2 separate regions of the Mus musculus genome follow, and region 2 is linked to region 1. The links are chromatin contacts, called in public HiChIP or PLAC-seq maps. All regions are on one chromosome and are shown on one strand. The core of a region is the stretch at or near the end of the contact, and the rest is flanking DNA. Distances in the headings are between cores, read along the strand shown. Region 1 overlaps Rad51b (RAD51 paralog B). Region 2 overlaps Rad51b (RAD51 paralog B).

Region 1 (5,430 bases), core at 1,941-4,440:
CTTCTGACACCACAGTAACATAGTTGGGGAGAAATCCAAGAAAAGTATGAATTTGAGAAAGAGAGAAAAGAAATCCTTTTATACAAAAAATAAAAACAAACAAACAAACTGGGGATGGAAACTGCCACATTGACCCCAGCTGAGCAAAGTAGTTTATTTAGAATCATTTGAACAAGCAGACACCATTTAGGGAGCTAAGCAAGTTTCTGTTGCCACATCTGGCTGTGTGCTCAGCCTTCTCCACGCATCACGAAGCTCTCTGTAAACCCACGTTAAAAGGACCAGAACAACACTCCTCATTTGTTCAACATCCTCTGAAGAAAGGCAGCCCAGCCAAAGGTTAAAGTAAATACTTGGTCACCAAATCATGCTTCAAAATTGTATTTATTTACACGCAAAGGTGTTCTCTTTTCATTTTGAACACAAAGGCACAGTACAAGGTACTATGCTGAATACGATATCATTTTTGTAAACAATCCATGGTCTGCTTTGGTTTTGTCTTCTATGGCGCCGGTGACTGGACAGATGGCCCTGCACACGCTAGGCAAACATTCTGTCACAAAGCTGTATGCCCACTCTTGTTTCTTACTATAGCTCAATATATACAAAATAGATTATTTTAAATACTCTCAAGTGTACAGGTCAGTGACAGGGAACACAGTCACACGACGGTACGATCGTTACGACTCTCCAGCCCCACTACCAATGGCATACTATAAATATTAAATGTTAACAGATGCATGCCAAGAAATGCTAACAAGGGACGGTTAAGTTTGGTTTTATATCCCCACTTTTTTAGTCCTCTGTACTTCTTGATTAGTTTTTATCATAAAAATGTATTCCTGGAGTAAGTTTCTAATGTCAGATGGTTTTTAGACACTGATAGTTTGAAAACTGAGAAAGGGAAGAAGGACGAGGAGGCTTACAATCATCTTGCTTAGATTTGGACCAGAGAGTTTACATGCCATCTCAAGCTTGTCAACTTTTGTATTCGTTTTTAGAATAGAAAAAAAGACACATCAATTCCAAAACAAAAAACAAACAAACAAACAAACAAACAAACAAAAAGCCCAAAACCCTATTAGACCAAAAGAGAGATTATTGCTACATACATTATCATTGCTAAGTGTCTAGTTTTCCCTTTCTTCCTAGTTATAAGAATCCCCTAAAGACAGTATTTCCTAATTATCCTTAGTAGCTATGGACAGAGTCCCTGATAGGCAGACATGTTTTGCTCAAATGTGTGAACCTGTCAGGCTCTGTTTTTGTTCAAACAGGCCAACTCTGAGTTGGGGGGAGGAGGCACCTTCAAAGACCCTAAAGCCCACTCCTCGGGGAGAGGCTTTCCTGAGTCTCCTTCTGCCTTAAGAAGGTCTTTCTCTGTGTCTTGCTGTGTGTGTTTCCTCACCTCTAATAAATGTTTTTCTTGACAAGCTGATTCTGTCTGTCTTCTGCTGTCTACTGTGTCTAAGATTTCTCCCACCACCTTTTAATTCTTTAACTACCAGAGGAAAAATTAACCAATCCAGACCCCTAAATGGCAACAGATTGTTGTATGATCATGTGACAGATTTTAGCAAAAAAAAAAAAAAAGTGCTGTGTAAAATTTCAAAGAAAATTCTGAAAGGCAGGAGGCACACTCTTATCCCTCTCTTCCTACCAGGAGTAATACTGATACTACAGATGGAGTTCTAACAGTCATCTTGAAGTACAATGCAGCACTCTAAGGCTAAGGAAGCAATGCAATAATACTGTTGTCTTGTCTTTGTTATATATAATCTCCTAATCTTAGTTGATGCTATTGCATGATAAATCATTTTCTTTCCAAGTATGTGTTACATTCCTCTACTTTATCAACAAGATTATAAATACTGAGGCTAGAGAGTTGAATGAGTCGCAAGTACTTGCCACACAAGCACCTGGGTTCAGATACCCAGCACACCATAAACACTGTAAAAGATGGGCACAGTGGTGCACATCTGTAATCCCAGCACAGGAAGGCAGGGATAGGAGGATCCCAGGGGCTTCCTAGTTAGCTGGTCTAGGTCTTTCCAAATCTCCAAGCTCTGACTGTCTCAGAAAACATAATGTCGACAGTGATGAAAAATGATACCTGTTATCAACTTCTGGTCCCCACAGACAAGTGCACCCAGAGACATGTGTACACACACACACACACACACACACACACACACCAGTGATCATAGAAATCAGTAAAATTGCCAAATTCAAAGGTGACCAGTTTTCAACCTTTTTCCAATTTGACTTAACCATAGGATCCGCTGTGCCAACCATTACAATATTCCAAACTGCGTGTGTCATTCCACACTCAAATTCTGTCTCATCTCTCCTCACTCCTTTTCAGTTTCCTTACAAGGCTCCTTTACAATCTGACAACCAACTCACTAAACTACACTCATCAAAACCCTGTGTGTGTGTGTGTGTGTGTGTGTGTGTGTGTGTGTGTGTGTGTGTGTATAAGAGTGTACATGAGTAAGAAAGAGAGGATGTGTGTGATGAGAGAGTGGGGGGACATAATTTAAAGATGATTCAGGAATAAAACCTTTCCCCACAAGCAATTATTCACTCAACTAAAACCGAAAGGCTGATAATCAGGTAGAAGCCCTTCTCTAGACACTGACTCTATGTCAGGACTAGTATATGTTATATCTCTAGGCCTCTCAGTAATTCAGCAAGCTAGGGGAAATTATCTTAATTTCGGAGATATGTCTAAAACCCAAATAATTATCCAGGATCTCACAACTGGTAACTGGATAAGCCAAACTTTGGAACCTTGCACATCAGTAAATAAAGTTCAAAGTCCCGCTGACACACATCTCTCAAAAAGACAGCAGTGTTTCAGGGAGAGATCATCAAGACAAACAAAAATTGAATGCAAAAGTTAATAACAGTATATGCTTTAAAACAAAAAAACAAACAAACAGGTAGCAGGAGTTCCCAGGAGAGAAGGAACTCAGAATTCAGGAGATCGTGGAACACTCCTGTTTCTTCTCTATAAAAACACTAAGAATTACTTTTAAAACCAAATCCCTGTTGAAACCTGTCCACAGCAAGTCAATAAAGTAGAAGAGATATTACAACTTTGGGATGAAGAAAAGCTGACAGGGGCTTGCTCTGATGTTTAAATTAGTGGCTTTAAGAAGTCATCGAGATGGCATTTCCTCCTGCACGGTGCGCTGCTGCGGGAATTTGTTTCATCACATCTTAATCTGGAAGAGAAAACTGCACAGGGCTTAGCCTGTCTGCCAAAATTAACCCACTCGTTACTGGCTAAAAAGGACAGAGAACGTAGTTTAAACTGTTTTCTAAAAGTGTGTGAAATTAGATTATCTACATTTGAAGATAATTTGAAAAGATCTGAGAAATTCCTTCAGGAAGTAAGACAGATAGAAATTCAACCACACATAGATCAGACAAGAATGTAGGATCTGCAGGACCCAGGCTGTTTTAGAACCACACACCTTCAATTTTCTTGAGTGACAGCTAACCACTTACAGCTTACGAATTTTTTAAAATGTAAGTATTATTTCTATAAAAATTTCAAATCCTATATGGAAATCTACAATGGTTTATACATAAAATCTGAGGACAAAAGAAATTGGATATTATCTATTAAAAAGTCAATTCAGTTTGTATATATATTCTCTTTAATGTTAAATTAAAATATTTAATTTGTAAAATAAGAGATATACTTTGATACTATCCTTAAATGCAGCAGAAATCTAGGGATGTTACAATTTTGTTATGAGAAAAAGGTGACACTATATTTCTCATTTGCATACGAGAAACACTAATTATTGGAAAATCTGAGAAGAATAAAGAGGACAGTGCCATGCTCTTACAATCTTCAAACACTAGCATTTACTTCTGCTATTAGCAGATCTACGAATTTTAAGTGTTGCCATTCTATAAGATGCAGATATTCGACATTCCTTTTTTACGTTTGTTTAATTTTCATTTAAACATGTGGAATTTTCCTGTTGTTACAAAGTCATCAAAGGAGTCACCTCTACTTATAGGGAACATTCCGATGAACTGATTTAACCACCATTCATTTTAAATAATTGGGTTGTTTCCAATTTCTTGGCTGTTATTAATAACACCATCTGGAATATCTTTGTGCTTTACACAATATGTAGGTAATTTCCTTAGTAAAATTGCTAGTACTAAAATTGCTAGCCAGAGTCACACAGAGATGAAGGTAGTGAGTTGTATGGGGCTCATCATCACTAATTGTTATGCTTTCAAACCTTTTCTAAGTTAATTGTTAAGTACAGACACCAGTAAAAATGAAATACTATGAATGCACAATTTTATAAATGCTATTAAATCAAAGATAATAAGCTCATTACTTGTTTCTTGTGCTACTACACTTTGCTCTTAGTTCTGCAGGTGGGCATTTGTACCAGTTGCGTCTATTTGATGGGAACACTACATAACAGTTTTCTTCTGCACGCCTCTTCCCAACTGCTTGCTCAGGGATAGCATACCACTGGCCTGAGGTGTCCACGTGGAACATTCACACTCTGGAAAGTGGAAAATACTGCTCAGGGGAGTTTCTTATCACCATCTAACCCCAGGAAGGTTGCCCTGACTACTCACATAGTGAGTTTATTTCACCTCACATGACTATTTTTCTACCAATGTACACCTTTACAAACCTTTTCAGAGTAGGGTGGTGAGATGTCTCAGTGGGAAAGGACTCACCACCAAATCTGACAAGCTGTGCTCAATCAACAGAGCCCACGTGGTACAAAAAGAAAACTGATTCCTGCAGCTTGTCCTCTGGCCTCCATCCATGTGCAGTGGCATGTGTTGGTTCCCATTAATTAGTTAGTTAATTAATTAAAATATTAATAGATTGTTAATGGTTAATTATTTAATAATTATGAATCGATTAATAGTTAAGATAATGTATAATAACATGAATAAAATAAACTTTAAAAAGCAGGGAGTAGATGTCTAAGTGTTTTCATCAGTCTGACACAAAACATTCTGGAACTACACCGGAGTAGCTGTTAGAAATTCAGAAATGCCAAAGACAGAAAAAAAAGTGATGACTTAATTTAGAAAATAAGAATTGCCAGACCATAAAATAATGCAGGGATGCAATGAACAGAGGGTACATCATGCTGAAGAATTTCAAAGGTCTACAAAAAGTAAATAATTTTTTAAATTATAAATGGTATCACACACAAGTGAAATTGCTTGAGGCTGGGATGTAGCTCAGTAGTAGGGAGCTAGTCCAGCATGTATAGGCTCTGGGTTCCACTCCCAACAGCTGAGGGGGGAGGGAGACAGTTCTCCATCCTCTGCATACACTGTCACATGTCATAGTGCATTGCCTCCACCAAGACTGTAGTGGTTAGAAGAGACCTCTTGCTTCTCCCATTACTTCCTGCATCTTCT
Region 2 (5,430 bases), core at 888-3,387, 83 kb before region 1:
TACTTCTGCGAATGACATCTCATAGAAGGTTCAAGCTTTCTGTACTTCAGTTTCCTCACCTAAAAACTAAAATCAGAATATATTTCAGGCACTTGAAAATTTAATGAGTCATGCTTTATAGGTTTTTGATTTCTAATTTTTAATTTATATGTAAGAGCATTTTGCCTGTGTGTATGTATATGTGCCACGTGACTACCTGAAGCCCATATAGGCTAGAAGGAAGTGTCAGATGCCCTGGACCTGGAGTTACAGTTGGTTGTGAGCCACCATGTGGTTCTGGAAATCAAACACTGATACTCTAGAAGAGCAGCCAGTGCACTAAGCCATTGAGCCATCTCTCTAGGCCTGGACATAGAGATTTTTAAGAGAAGAACTCTACAGTGCATTTTTTTAAGTGCCTCTTTTGTAGTATATTACATGATTCTAGAGGATGCATCTCTTAGTTACTAGTATGTATAGTTTCAAAAAATAAGGATAAATGCCTGTGTTTTCAAGATGCTTCAAAAATAAAACTCCTCTAAATTATATAATTATTACTATAGTCATCATGCAGGAACAAGGGAAAAATTTAACACAACAGAGGCAATGTTTAGTAAATGTAGGTAAACTAATAATGAAGGCTACTCTGCCAATTTCTCTTTGATTTTTATGAAAAATATGAAAAGGTATTAGATATATTCCTTATGAAGGGAGAAGGTACAATTTTGGGGTTCATAAACTGCATTAAGCTATAAAACTCTATTTGCATGAGTCCACTTCAAGATTTTTTTTTCTGGTTTTGTTTCCTAGGGTTGTTTTGGGGATTGGTTGTGTTTGGTTTGGTTTGGTTTAAAGGCAAGATCTCCCGCTACAGCTCAGGCTGCCACTGGACCTTTGTTACTTCTCTGGACTACTTAAGGCTCTTGAGTATTACAGGCACCACACCTGGCTTAGGTTCTAAGTCTCAATTTCCAGGATCAATGGATTTTTTTTTTTGAGACAAGTTCTTGCTCAGGCTGACCTTGACTTTGAGATTCTCCTGCCTCACCGCTTGAAGTGCTAGGATTACAAGTGTGAGCCTTGAATAAAATTTAAAGGTGTTTTAACTATTATAGTTTAGTAACAAGAGACAGAGCCAATTAGAAATACATATTTGAACAGATGCTTTTGAACACAGATTAGGAAAGTTACCTCTAAAACTGAATTCTACAAATGATTCTCGTAAATTGGGATGGGAACAGGAAGAGAGAAGAAAAAGAATGAAAGAAAAGGAAGAGAAGAAAGAGGCTTGTAAGTCTAAAATATTTAAATCCCCCCCCAAAAGAGAAGTGGGGGGTAGTGGGTCTTTTCTTCTTGATGATAAAAGATTTAATGAGGTGCTAACCCTCATTAGGAAGATCCTAAGATCTGTGGGTAATGAGCCTGTTTTTAAGACACACTAATTTTGCTAAAAGCAGTTGCTGTTAAAAGCTGTTAAAGTATACAGAGAAGCAATGTAACAAACCAGCAAACTACACTTCTGATTTTTGTCATGCTACCAACCTATACTTATCCAGAAATGTTAACTGCCAGCCATCTTTTATCTAATGCAGATTTCATCCTTCACCACCCATCCTTTGCCACAGAAAGCAACAACGTCATTTGGAGTGGAAAACTCTGGGAAGAAAAAACCCAAGCCATGGAAAAAAATGTTCAACAGCAATCTGCCTCCAGCTCTGCAGATTATCAAGCTTGCCCTTGCCTCTTGGGTCTAGAAGCTAGACTTTTGTGCCCAGAATATGGCTGGATGAGGAAGGCAGTTTCAAATCACACCCTGAGGGCTAGGAACAGAACACTTAGTCTATAGTCTTCCAAAGAGGATTGAAGGCTGGACTATAGAGGCCCCTTTCTGATTGGCTCTTGGTGATGTCATGGCCATGTCTCCAGGGCCCAGGAAATTCACCATGACTAATGGAGCCCTCATTTGTGAATACACATTCCATCTCAGAGAAGCAGCAACAGTCTGAGTGTCAGGGCAACACAGATGGCCCAGTTAGGGAATGCCAGCCAGCCACGCACAGAGGGGCTCAGAAGTCCTGAAATAAGCTATTGGTTCATGTTCTCAGTAAACCCTCACCAACTACCTGGACACTGGTGGCCTGTACCTACTGAAGAACATGAACTCTAAACAGAAAAGCAATCACTGAGACAGGATCAATATCCTTCCAGACTTCTAGTGTATTACAGCAGGCATGGGCAATTTTTTTTCTGTAAAGAACCTGATACTATTAATTTTAGCCTCTATACCACACAATCTTTATTGAAACTAGTCATTCCTGTCAATAAGGCACAGAGACAGCAAGTGACAATATATAATAATGAAGCACAGTGCTGCTGAGATAAAACAGGACTTACAAAGTCCACCATCAGACTGGCTTTGGCCCATGAGCTATTATTTGCTGACCTGTGTTTTTATTAAATATTAACCCACCTCTTCCCTGCCACTTATGGGAACCAAGTACTCACAGATAAAGGTACAGTTACAGGAAAGCATATGAAAGAGTTTTCCACAACATGCCTCTCATGACATTCTACTAGGATATAAAGACGCTGGAGTGCTTCTCTGTAAACTTTGAGAATATCGATTCTAGAGATAAATGTTTGGGTATGAATGCTGCCCCTGTTATCATTCAGTATAAGGCCTTACATAGTTATGTTCCTCTAAGAGTGGGCTTTCTCATCTACAAAATAATAATCCAAGTTGTGCCTGCTAGTAGGGCTAGGCTGAAAGTTCACTGAGATAATGTTTGAGCGGAGCTCAGCATACTACCCAGGACACTTCAGCACTCAACAGTAACATGCTACGAATGTCAAGGTTAGTACAAGTGATCACAATTACCGCTCTTGACCGCCGATGCTCAAAGAGAAGCAGCATGGGACACTATAAATGCTAGAACACTCTGAACTTCTTTCCAAAGCCATTAATTCCTATTAATGCCATCATTACATTAATAGCTACACACAGTTTGACAATGAACATATAACTGAACTGTCCCTATATTAAACGACTGAGCTGTGAGCCGCCTGTTATCATCATGAGCAACATGATGATGAATGTCTCTGAACACATGCCTTTGAACGCTGATTCAGTTTTATATTTGGGGGCGAAGATGTAAATCTGCATATTTTAGAGAACTGTCTGTTGTCCTGCCAACTGGCTCTCCAGAAAGGCTGTGCTTGTTTCTGTTTCTACCATTCCTGTCAGGATCCAGTTCTTACCATTCTTGACAAGCCTACGACTACTTTATTTTAAAATTGGGGGAGGGGGGGGCGAGAATGAAAACCTGAACTCACTGAATGATTTGCACAAATTTAATAAAAAAGTTAAATGTTTTCTTTGGCCTACAAGTTTATGAGACATTTAATAATTATTTTGATTAAGGACAGATCTTTCCAGAGCCGTATGATTCATAAATATTATGATGATAATCCTACTTTATGATGAGAAAGCTGGAGGCCAGAAACCCACTATAGAAAGCCAAAGTACTCCAGACAAAGCAAAAGATATATGGGAACACAAACAAGAAATAAACTTTGCTCTGTGCAGGGCCACACAGAGTTCACCAGAACATGGCAGGCAAGACTGAGCTTTGCATAGAAGACAAAAATCAGTGTCTTCTTGCGAACACATCTGACTTTTCTTCCTTTTGGATTATATCAAATGCTTGAGCCCTTTTATTTTCTGATGTAAAAGTAAATAAGACCAAAAGTCTTCTTCCTGGAGAGAAAGCCCAAACCACCTGAGTTCTTCCAGGAAAAGTCCTGGATCTAGACAACTGTTAAGGTTTACCTCCTTCACTCCGCCTCACTGTCTGTACTTGCTTCTAAATACTCGTCATAATTTGAAACTGCATTGCTCATTTGCTTGTAACAGTTCCAAGGGCCACAAAACAGACAACTTTTCCTCTTTACTGTATTTTCAACACCTACAACAACACCTAGCTCACAACAAAGGGCCTGTACATATTGATTGGATGGATGCATACAGATGCTATCCATGACCTTTCCCAGCTTTGGAGTGGCCAGCCTGGGGCAGGACAATGTATAGCCTACAAACAAAGCAGCTCCCTAAGTGAGAAAAGCACACTCAGCAGCAGGGCTCCTCAGCAAAACGCCCATTACTCAGCTCTGCTGACTCATCCTAATCTATCAGCATTTCCCATCTTATCCGCTGCCACGAAGACACTCTACTGCTAGCCTTTATATATGTATTGTGGTTTTATTCATTTGGTTTTGTTTGGGTCAAAAGTTAGGACAAAATCTAAAGACAAATGAATGCTTTAATTGACTGCTTCCCCAGATTGTTGATCTAGTTGTACCCAGTCCAATACATGGCCACTTGCCATACATATATGGTTCTATAAACTGAATTTTAAAACTTTAGTTTCTTAGTTATAGCACCCATTTCTTTGAAGTGTGCAAAAATTGTCATGTGTGGTTAATGGCTTACTATATTGAACAGTATAAATATAGAACATTCCTGATATTGGCAAAAAAGTTGTTTTGGACCAAGTAAAGCAAACAAGTCGCATGAGAGTTGTTCTATCTTCAGTAATGGGCAGTGTGAGTTCAGGACAAGATAGGAATGTCATGGTATAGGATCCAGCATAGCTAGCAAAACCTATTTCATAAAATATGAGTGCATAATGATGTAACTGAGCTGAAGGGTCACCAACCCAGGGCCCTCGTTATATAATAAGAAGGCAAATGTCCTTACTGCTTACACCATTTACAGGCAGAATTTTTCTGTGATACAAACTAGTAACAACCTTGATTCTCATTGCTCTATGATGATGAAAGAATTTCAGGGGCTGGAGAATCAGCTCAGTGGTTAAGAGCACTTCCTTTCTTGCAGAGGACCTGGGTTTGGATCCCAGCACCCACATGGCAGCTCAGAACTATCTGTAACTCACGTCTCAGGGCACACAATGCCTATTGTGGCCTCCACGGCCACTGCACTCACTTGGTACAAAGACAAACATGCAGGGAAAACACTCAAACATACAAAAATAAATTAAAAAGGGCTTTTTAAAAGAAGTTTAAATCCAGCAATACACTGCTTTTAAAGGTCCGTAAGAGGGGCTGGTGAGATGGCTCAGTGGTTAAGAGCACTGATTGCCCTTCCAAAGGTCCTGAGTTCAAATCCCAGCAACCACATGGTGGCTCACAACCATCCGTAACGAGATCTGATGCCCTCTTCTGGTGTGTCTGAAGACAACTACAGTGGACTTACATAAATAAATAAATCTTTTAAGAAAAAGCCCGTAAGAACCCTCTACCCCTTAGCATCCTTCTTTCAAACCTCAGCTGGAATATACTGGCTCTCAAGACATAAACATCTTAGCTTCTCTCTCCCCCTCCTTCCTTCCTTCCTTCCTTCCTTCCTTCCTTCCTTCCTTCCTTCCTTCCTTC

Evidence for each region. HiChIP or PLAC-seq counts read pairs in DNA pulled down with a chosen protein or histone mark.
Region 2: an H3K27ac HiChIP or PLAC-seq map of embryonic fibroblasts shows a contact between it and region 1, with 17 read pairs. The contact joins two enhancer-like sites. A contact is called at or near these places in 1 of 39 promoter capture datasets (the 3T3-L1 cell line), 1 of 15 datasets of contacts at CTCF or cohesin (the NIH/3T3 cell line), 8 of 484 Hi-C or Micro-C datasets (the 3T3-L1 cell line, centrocytes, cortical neurons and 3 more) and 3 of 115 datasets of contacts at active chromatin or transcription factors (the 230-238 cell line, embryonic fibroblasts and embryonic stem cells).

Annotation. Positions count from the first base shown.
Region 1 is chr12:79,418,586-79,424,015 of GRCm38.p6, reverse strand. All of the region lies in intron 7 of Rad51b (RAD51 paralog B), which reads right to left. Among named protein-coding and RNA genes, the nearest start is that of Rad51b, 120 kb to the right of the region's middle. Within about 2 kb of position 3,190, at least 9 of the 459 cell types and tissues checked have an H3K27ac peak or open chromatin away from gene starts, as enhancers often do. A contact at or near this core is called in embryonic fibroblasts, where this site is marked.
Region 2 is chr12:79,500,763-79,506,192 of GRCm38.p6, reverse strand. The region is part of intron 7 of Rad51b (RAD51 paralog B); the gene reads right to left. Among named protein-coding and RNA genes, the nearest start is that of Rad51b, 210 kb to the right of the region's middle. Within about 2 kb of position 2,137, at least 138 of the 459 cell types and tissues checked have an H3K27ac peak or open chromatin away from gene starts, as enhancers often do. A contact at or near this core is called in embryonic fibroblasts, where this site is marked.